Linked DNA regions of Mus musculus: all the other regions are linked to region 2. The links are chromatin contacts, called in public HiChIP or PLAC-seq maps. All regions are on one chromosome and are shown on one strand. The core of a region is the stretch at or near the end of the contact, and the rest is flanking DNA. Distances in the headings are between cores, read along the strand shown.

Region 1 (3,127 bases), core at 456-2,955, 96 kb after region 2:
AGCCCCCATCTCTCTATCTGGTGCACTGCTGTCTTCCTCTTATTAAACTGTGTTCATTATTCATGAGAGTGGGGTGTGCGTGCCCAGGGTGCACATGGAGGTCAGAGGACAGCTGGCAGGAGTGTGTTCTCTCCACGCGTGGCGTCCCAAGGACCTGCCTCAGATCCTTAGATGTGGTAGCAGTGGCTTTACCTGCCGAGCCCCCTCTTGATCATGCATGTTTGTTCTCTCTCTCTTCTTTCTTTCTTCCTTCCTTTCTTTCTTTCTTTCTTTCTTTCTTTCTTTCTTTCTTTCTTCCTTCCTTCCTTCCTTCCTTACTTCCTTCCTTCCCTTCCTTCTTTCTTTTTCTTTCTTTCCTTCTTTCTTTCTCTTTCTTCTTCCTTTCTTTTTCTTCCCTTTTTTCTCTTTTTTCCTTCCTTCCTTCTTCCTCTTTCTTTCTTTCTTTCTTTCTTTCTTTCTTTCTTTCTTTCTTTCTTTCTCTCTTTTTCTTTCTCTTTCTTTCTTTCTTTCTTTCTTTCTTTCTTTCTTTCTTTCTTTCTTTCTTTCTTTCTTTCTTTCTAGACAGAGTGTCTCTCTATGCAGCCCTGGCTGTCCTGGAACTCCCTGTGTAGACCAGGCTGGCCTCCAACTCACAGAGATCTGCCTGCTTCTGACTCCTGAGTGCTGGGATTAAGGTTGTGTGCCACCCAGCCTGCCCCGTGTATATTATTTAAGGAGAAATGTTTAGGTAAGATTTTGGCCTCCCTGGTCCCTACACCCTTTGCTGTTCCAGGGTTGCTCATGGAGCCCCTTAAAATTCCTCCCATGGTATGACAGGCCATGCATTCAGGTTGCCTGACAAACTTGGGTTCTTACCTGGATCTGTCATTTCCTGTGTGACCTTGGGCTAGACCCTTGGTCTCTCTAAATACTAAGTAATCTCTCTTATGTTCCACAGGACCCAGCACTATGTAGTAGGTGACTACAGCCTCTGTCTTTGGGGAACTTTTATTTTGGTGGGGGGGTTGTGGGGTGTGCACAGACATAGTAAGCAAGCAAGTAATTTCCGAAGGGTTAACCAAAAGTCACGGAACAAGGGAATGTGATCCACACTTCAGAGGAGAGAGGTGGTTTCTTTTTGAATAGGGTGATCAGAAAGAAAGTGACATTCCAGGCAGGGCATGGTGGTGTACACCTTCAATCCCGGCATACTGAGGCAGAAGATACTGAGGCAGAAGTGGCTGGATCTCTGTGGATTTGAGGCCAGCCTGGTCTTTATGGCGAGTTCTAGGATAGCCAGGGCTACATAGAGAGAGGCTTTTGCTCAAAAAAAAAAACAAAAACAAAAACAACAACAACAACAACAACAACAAAAAAACCCAAAACCCAAAAAACAAACAAACAAACAAACAAAAAAAAACAAAACCAAAAAAACAACAAAAGAGAAAGTGCCATTTATTCTGAGTCCTGGCTGAGTGAGTTTGGTGCAGGGAGCCGCGCTGCCAAGAGCAGAGAGGGAAGAGGCGAAGTCAGAGCATGGCCGGGGTTACAGCACACAGCTCCGGATGCGGCAGGGGACCAAGCAGAGAGCATCCAGCCGACGCTCAGGATACAGTAACCGTTAGGTCTGGCAACGCTCCCTGCTCTCCTCCTTCGGGGACCCTCCTGGCTCTCCCCTTACCTCTCCGCCCAGTCTTCACCACCACCATTCCCGGATGGCAGGAAAGGGACCGATCCCAGCAGCCAGGAAGCCCCATCCCCCACTCTCTCCTCCCTCCTGTCTTCCTCCGAACCCTCCCACCGCAGCCCAGTGATTTTCCTGACTCTTCACAAGGCGATTTTATTAAACATCTCGAAAAAATATTCTCTCACTCCCTCTCTCTTTATTTATAAAAATCAACTTAGCACCCTGCTCCTTTGTTCTATTTGGATTCTGGAACAGCCTGGTTTATATTTAGCCGAAATCCCGCTCCTTTCCCCACAGATTCCGGCTCAGTCCCAACTACAGGGGCGCGGAGGGTGGAGGGGGGGGGGCTCAGGGGGTTTGCAGGGTTGCTCCCTGCGGGAGCATCTTTTGCATGCTATCTAGTGATCCCAAGTAAGCCCAGGCTGGGCTAGCTTCTCTGTCATCCCATCACTATCCCATACAGATGTCCTCAAGAAAGAGAGGAGCCGGGCAAAGGGCAAAGGGAATAGAAAGACCGAGCCCCAATCCATAGCCAGGCTCTGAGGGGCAGAAGGTATTTGTGTGCGGGTCGGGGTTCAAGTTCAAACTCTCCTCGTCCCCCCTCCCACCAGGCTTGTCCTCGTCACCCCCACCCATTTGGCTGCTGAGCAGAGTCAGAGGGTGTCAACATGCTTATACGCTTGAGATGGCAAACCCGGACTATCCTACAGGATAGAGCGAGCACCAGGAGCTGCTCCACACAGAAGCCGCTTCTTCCGCAAAGCCCTCCCAGATTGAGCCCCATCTATTCAACTGACACTGAGGTTCCAGAGATAATGAGCCAGGGTCTCCCAAGACCCGGGCTTGAGCAGGAATCCGGAGGTGGACAAAGCCCCAATTGTTTTTCTAAGAATACACTAGGCCTGCTCTCCTTCTAGAGCCAAAGAAGCACTTGGCGCATGGGGACCCCACGCAGAGTCGTGCTTACGGCTGTATCTGGGGGTCAGAGGAGAGCTTCCAACACATGCTTACAAGATTATTTGGCAAGGCCTGGGTTCGATCACCAGTACAACACGGGGCGGTGGCAAATAAATTGGACCGGTGGTTATAAAAAAGGGGAGAAGGAAGGAAGGAAGGAAAAAAGGAAGGAAGGAAGGCAGGCTAGATCCAGATGTAAAGTTGGGTTGGAAAGGGGCTGTATTGGGTATTCTGAAGTAGTGGGAGGGGGCAGTACCGAGTAGCTAGAATTGACACACATTAGATAAGTGAGGATGTCAAACAGTCAGTTAAGAATTTTAATAAAAGCAAAGTAATTCTCACAAAAGAAAATACGCAAGTGGCCAATAATAAAAATGCAAAGATGCTCAAATGTCTCGACGTCAAAGCACAAATTAAAACCACCAGATCCTACCAACAACGTAGAATGCCTACACAGAGGGTAAATATCTTCAGGCACACCCATACAGTGATCAAGTCGTATTC
Region 2 (2,877 bases), core at 243-2,742:
AGGAGGGCGTCAGATCCCCTGGACCTTACAGGGGATTAGGAGCTGCCCAACATGGGCGCTGGGATCTGAACTCAGATCTTCTGTAAGAAGAACAAACGCTGAGGTAGCCTGGAGTTCAGGCTAGCCTATGCAATAAGTCAAGATTTCATTCATCCCAGGGTCTGGAGGAATGGTTCAGCAGTTAAGAGCACTTGTTGCTCTTTCAGAGGAACCAGGCTACAGAGTGGCTAATTGTCTGTAATGAAAGGTCCAGAGGATCCAACACACTCTTCTGGCCTCTGTGGGACACGGCACACTTATGCAGGCACACATGCAGGCAAAGCACTCATACAAATAAAAATAAAAATAAACTTTTAAGAAAAAAAAAGAGCACCACTCCACCCCCCCACCCCCCACCCCCCCACCCCTGTCTCAATAGAAAAAAAAAAAAATGTATTGATACAATGTCAACAGAGTGTTACAGAAAAGCCCAGGCTAACTGAATGCTTAACTGCTCGCTAAACACTTCCTCCATATAATCCCATTTACAACACCTCGGAAATGGATTTTAAGTTTCACTGGGTCTGGGGTCTGGGAGTTCTATAAAATGTGGACAAGAACAGAACTCAGCTCCCGGCAGTGGAAAGATTAAAGAAGTACTTAATGGCTTATTTAACACTGATCTAATTGTTAATGTGACTCTGGATTAGCCAAAGGAAGCGGTGGCCATAGTGTCAGGGCTGCTGCACAGGAGAGGAAACACTATTAAAAATAAGTATGCCGGGCGTGGTGGCTCACGCCTTTAATCCCAGCACTCAGGAGGCAGAGGCAGGCGGATTTCTGGCTGGTCTACAAAGTGAGTTCCAGGACAGCCAAGGCTATACAGAGAAACCCTGTCTCGAAAAACAAAACAAAAACAAACAAACAAAAAAGTAAATGCTAACGTTAAGAAAACACGTTAGATGCCAACCACGATGCATCCTGTGATTTAATAGAGCTCTGAGGATGGAAACAGTTGACACTTGGACCACTTGATGCAGAGAGGTTGAGAGTTATGTCCAAGGTCATAGGTCGGAGTTAAATGCCAAGCCCCTCCCCCCACCCCCCGCCATGAAGGACCAACTCACCCAGAACCTCAGCTAGGACTGAAATGGCGTAAGGGGTGTGGATAGGGCCGCATAAGGGGAGCTGGCGATGAGGGACCCGCGGGAAAAGCGCCGAGCAGGAGCCCGGATCCCTCAGAGTCTGGGCCTTGCACCGGCCAGAGGCTACCAAACTAGGACAAAGGCCACGCGCAGCCACTGGGTGCTGCCCACTCGTCTGCCCGGGGCCACAGCAGGACCGGCCGCCAGGATCTCCGCCCTGTGACCCGCCCTGGGGCTCCGCACTCACCTCTACGGAGAGGGCCACGGGCCCGGGCGAGCAAGGCGGCAGCCATGGGCACAGACCTCCAGGACCTCCTGCAGCAGCTCTGGAGTTCCGGACGGCAGGGGCAGGGCCTGGGCCACGCCCACACGGCTGCAGGGGCGGGGCCGGCGCCGAGCCCGGGCCACGCCCACCGGGCCGCAGGGGCAGGCCTGAGACAGGCTCACGACCTAGGGTCCGGGCCTCACCCAGGAAGTCAACTTAATTCCAGCGACTTCTGAGCCTGAGGCAGAATTGCAGGTTCTCCCTGTATTACGGAGTAAATTCAAGCCCAGCTTGGGCAACTTTGCAGTATCTTCAAAATGAAAGTTTAAAGAGGGCGTGAGGAGGTCCTCCCTGCCTAGCAGACATAAGGCGCTGGGTTCAGTTTTAGGGAGAGAAGAGAAGAGCTAGCACCTACTCCTGCCCACCCACTTCTGCATCCTGTCAGCTGTCAGCGTAATCCCTGGCTCCCTGACCATCTTTGCTCGGCCACACAAGGCAGGCAGCTTTTGCCCTCTTGCCTGGATTTCATGCTACCATTCCTAGCCCACAGTTTTACATCCAGCCTTTTATTTTACTTATTTATTTACTATTCATCTCTCACACTAGTCTGTGGATTCCAAAAGGGCTGGAAGGGGGCTGGTGAGATGGCTCAGTGGGTAAGAGCACCCGACTGCTCTTCCGAAGGTCCAGAGTTCAAATCCCAGCAACCACATGGTGGCTCACAACCATCCGTAATGAGATCTGACTCCCTCTTCTGGAGTGTATGAAGACAGCTACAGTGTATGTACATAAAATAATAAAATAAATCTTTAAAACAAAACAAAACAAAAAACAAAAAGCCTGGAAGGCTCAGTATCTAGCCCATTGCATGGGGATGCTGGGCAGGAAGATTCCCTCCAGCCCTCAGATGTGAATGTGAAACAGAGCTACTGTCTTCTGCACCTCGTGGGGGGGGGGGGGGCAGAGCCCTGCTGGGAGTAGGGGTACTGCCCATTAACTCCAAGGGTTGAGGGTTGAGTCCTAGCACCCTCAGAACAACTTCGCTCGGTCCCAGAGACTGTCAGTGTCATTAGCTCCCTGGTTTACATGCACCCTACATATCTGCTCACTGAACTTCACAGCCCACCACTACCTAGAAAACAATACACTGAAGAGAGGGTGGTAGTTTAGACTGCAAATGATCCCATCTGTCCATTTCTTCCCCCACCCCCAAAGTCTGGAACTGCCTTTAAAGGGGGGGGGGGGCTTTCAAATAACGTGCTGACTCTTTGCCCAATCCTCTGGTCATCCATCCGTCTTCCCTACCTGGTCACCAGACAGAACCGGATGGAAGACGAAAGAGAGACACTGGAGCCTGAGAGGTGGTGCAGAGGGTAGACTTCACATGTGAGCATGACCTGAGTTGGAACCCCAGCATCCATTTGACCTGGGTGCAGGATTCCATCCGATGGGGACTGCAAAGACAAGGATTCTGGGAGCTCACTGACA
Region 3 (3,286 bases), core at 104-2,603, 120 kb before region 2:
ACAAAACAAAGCAAAAGAAGCAGAAAAATAGGTCAGGACTGGAGAGGTGGCTCAGGGGTCAACAGTGCTCACTGCTCTCTTAGAGGACAGGAGTTCAGTGGCCAGCCCCCATGTCAAGTGGATCACAGCTACCTATGTCTCCAGCTCCAGGGGACCTGATGCCCCATTCTGACCTTCACAGATATCTGTGCACACACACAAGCACGTGCACATGCGCACATATGCACACATCCATATACAATAATAAAAATAAATCAACGGGCCAACCCATTTTCTGGACCCCTCCCTTCTGCGGGAAATCTGTTACTTTTTAAAACCTCACTTGCCCGAGATAAAAGCAAAACAAACAGAAGTCCTGAGCTGAACCCTATGCAATTCCTAAGCAGAATTCTTTCAGAGTTCACCAGCATCTTTTGTCCTCTTTCCAACCCCCCCCCACCCCCCCCAGGGTTTCTCTGTGTAGCTCTGGCTGTCCTGGAACTCACTTTGAAGACCAGGTTGGCCTCGAACTCAGAAATCTACCTGCCTCTGCCTCCCGAGTGCTGGAATTAAAGGCGTGTGCCTCCACCGCTCCGCATATCCAGACTTATGATTTGTCTGGAAATCGCATATAAACGTTTCAGGTTTCCAAATTTCCACAGAAACAAAAATCTCGGGTCTGACTGCACTGAACACGGTCCCGTAGTACAGGACTCACCTGGAGCTGAGCAATCTCTCCACCCCTTGACTGATTTTTTTTTTTTTTTAATGCTTCAGTTGAGAAAAAAATGTGGCAAAGTTACACAAACTTTGCAGTTGTCTCCTTGCTGTGTGACCTCGGGTGGAATCTTTAACCTCTGTGCGCTTTGGTCTCCCTTAACTGTGAATGGATGGGGCAGTTCAGGGAAAAATAGTGCAAGCTTCCAACTCAGGAGATGGCTCGTTAGTCAAGGAAAAGGAGTTGAACTCCATCTCCAGGACACACATTAAAAAGGTGGATCCCAGCCCGGCGGTGGTGGCTCACACCTTTAATCCTAGCACTTGGGAGGCAGAGGCAGGTGGATTTCTGAGTTTGAGGCCAGCCTGGTCTACAAAGTGAGTTCTAGGACAGCCAAGAGAAACCCTGTCTTGAAACACCACCACCCCCCCAAAAAAAGGTGGATCCCTGTGTGTTTGAGACCAGCATGGTCTACACAGTCAATTCCAGCCCAGCCAGGGCCCTAGAAAGGCCCTCGTGAGACCCCGTGTAGTACGGTACCATCCTCCGAGCCACAGCAGCTCGGCTCTTAGGACCAAACTGGCTAGGCACACAGAAGGGAGGGACAGAAAGGGTCATGGGACTCTCACCTGAGTATCCAACACACCTCCCTGCCCTGATTACACACCTCAGGAGTTAGGGAGGGGACAGGACAGCCGGCTCAATTCCAACCAACCACAGAGTAGGAGTAGTTGTCCCCGCTGGGGTAGAGATCTTTCATCGTGGCTGCTTTAAATTCACCCACTTTTCTGCCCACCTCCCCGTTGTATGTGAGGTTTGTAAGCCTCGTAAACTCACTGGCTTCTCAGACTGAACTTCCTGGACTAGTACCTTGGTTTTTGTTGGAATCATGGCGCTTGTGTTTGTTTTGTTTATATCTTCCCCAGGGAAGGGAAGGAATTTTAGCAACACCCTGTCTTTTAAAACAAACAAACAAAAACAAACCAGCCAGACTTAGTGATTTGTTTCTTAGCACTGGGAGGGGTGGACACGGGCAGATCTGGGTCTCTCAGGCCACCCAGACTAGCAGAGCCGGCAAACTCCAGGTCCTGGGAGAGACAGAGAGACCCTATCTCAAATGATAAGGTGTAGCCACGGTGGGATGTGTGTTTGAGAACACAGTAAGTTCCAGCCCAGCCAGGTAAGGTTGCTTGCCTTACAAGCTTGCCGACCTGAGTTTGAGCTTCTCAGAACCCCATTAAAAGTGGAGGGAGAAAACTATCCCCAAAGCGCTCCTCGGACAACAAGAAGTCATTAAGATGCGGTCAGTACAGCACAACCCATTATAGTTATTGATGGACGTTTGTTGAAGACTTAGGGAATTCTGAGAGCTTACATTTGGAGAGCTCAGCAAGATGCTTGTCTCCTGGCAGGGGCTTGGAAAATGTCCATTTTTTTTTTAAATCACACATACGTTTTGTACATGTGTAGGCATAGGCACCACAGGACACGTGTGGAAGTCAGAGGGCACTTCCATAAGTCTCTTTGTACCACGTGAGTCGCAGGGATAGAATTCAGGTACCTGCTTGACCTTCCCCTCCAGCCTTGTTTCCTAAGTGCTGAGAAAAGTTTTTGTTTGTGTCTGGGTCAGAGCTGAGCAATCCAACCCCCGTGTTCTTGAGAAGGGGCCCACAAATGTCTAGGAACAGCCAGGTCCCCAAATAGCTATGAAGGATGGAAGAGCTGAGTGGGTAGGACCCCTCATGAAATATCCAGCCACACCCTCTGATTGGCATGGGACACACAGGGCTTTGGGGGACAGGAAAGACAAGCTGTGCAGGTAAGTGAATGAGGGATTCAGACAGGTCCAAACCAGCCCCGCAGGCTTGGCAGGAGCACAGGCAAAAGCAAGCAAAGGGCCTGTGGAGAAGAATCTTGAGGGAGCACCTGCATGGGACAGCCTGAGTCAGGGCTGGGCCTGGGCCCTGGGGCTGGGGTCTGCAGAATGGAGTTTCAAGAAGCCTGGATCTGGGTATAGTACCTACCTGTAATTCCAGCACTTGTGGGGCCGAGGCAGGAGGATCACCTGCCGTTTAAGGTCAACCTGAATACACAGTAAACTCCAAGTCAGCTTGGGATACGGTGTGAGAATTTTGCCGCAGAACAAACCAAAACCGAACAAGCGCAAAGCAGGGACTGAGCTCGGTGTGGTGGCTCGGGCCTCGGGTGAGTTTGCTGCTATCTCGATCTACATAGAGAGTTCCAGGCCAGCCGGGGCAACATTAAAAAGATCCTCCTGTCTCAACCACTATTGCCAACCAAAAACAAACAAACAAACAAACAAAAAACCAAAACACTGTCCCACCCCAGAAAAACCACTAAGGGATGAAGGAAGAATAAGAGCTTTGGGGACAGTAAGGATATGAGAACAAGCCAATAAGAACTTGGACAAATTAACTTCACAATGGCAGTCAGGTGCTGGGCAGTGGGCCAGGCACCGAGAGATAACCTGGGATAGAGAGGAAGGGTCACATTAGCTTTGATTGGGCACCACTACTCTCGGGCCATGTGTTCTTGGTGGGGGGTCTCTGTGTCACTTGAGAAATCAGA

What was found. HiChIP or PLAC-seq counts read pairs in DNA pulled down with a chosen protein or histone mark.
Region 1: a contact with region 2 is called in an H3K4me3 HiChIP or PLAC-seq map of craniofacial prominence, with 2.2 times the contacts expected there. The contact joins the enhancer-like site here to the promoter of Acads in region 2. A contact is called at or near these places in 15 of 39 promoter capture datasets (3T3-L1-derived adipocytes, the C10 cell line, the HPC-7 cell line and 11 more), 4 of 15 datasets of contacts at CTCF or cohesin (CD8 T cells, the G1E-ER4 cell line, large pre-B cells and 1 more), 16 of 484 Hi-C or Micro-C datasets (B cells, the BV-2 cell line, the CH12 cell line and 10 more), 21 of 115 datasets of contacts at active chromatin or transcription factors (the SCID.adh cell line, bone marrow-derived dendritic cells, bone marrow-derived macrophages and 13 more) and 4 of 9 other capture datasets (adipose tissue, liver, macrophages and 1 more).
Region 3: a contact with region 2 is called in an H3K27ac HiChIP or PLAC-seq map of extraembryonic endoderm stem cells. The contact joins the enhancer-like site here to the promoter of Acads in region 2. A contact is called at or near these places in 19 of 39 promoter capture datasets (the 3T3-L1 cell line, the C10 cell line, the HPC-7 cell line and 11 more), 1 of 15 datasets of contacts at CTCF or cohesin (large pre-B cells), 30 of 484 Hi-C or Micro-C datasets (the C2C12 cell line, CD4 T cells, the HPC-7 cell line and 20 more), 20 of 115 datasets of contacts at active chromatin or transcription factors (the SCID.adh cell line, bone marrow-derived macrophages, cardiomyocytes and 11 more) and 5 of 9 other capture datasets (adipose tissue, embryonic stem cells, liver and 2 more).

What each region holds. Positions count from the first base shown.
Region 1 is chr5:115,213,431-115,216,557 of GRCm38.p6, forward strand. No RefSeq gene overlaps it. Among named protein-coding and RNA genes, the nearest start is that of Cabp1, 21 kb to the left of the region's middle. Within about 2 kb of position 1,706, at least 74 of the 459 cell types and tissues checked have an H3K27ac peak or open chromatin away from gene starts, as enhancers often do. A contact at or near this core is called in cerebellar granule neurons, craniofacial prominence, embryonic basal ganglia and 4 more, where this site is marked.
Region 2 is chr5:115,117,854-115,120,730 of GRCm38.p6, forward strand. Acads (acyl-Coenzyme A dehydrogenase, short chain) reads right to left here and starts at 1,493. Exons shown (of 10, transcript NM_007383.3): 1 at 1,372-1,493. The coding sequence starts at 1,417.
Region 3 is chr5:114,998,163-115,001,448 of GRCm38.p6, forward strand. No RefSeq gene overlaps it. Among named protein-coding and RNA genes, the nearest start is that of Sppl3, 12 kb to the right of the region's middle. Within about 2 kb of position 1,354, at least 20 of the 459 cell types and tissues checked have an H3K27ac peak or open chromatin away from gene starts, as enhancers often do. A contact at or near this core is called in extraembryonic endoderm stem cells and germline stem cells, where this site is marked.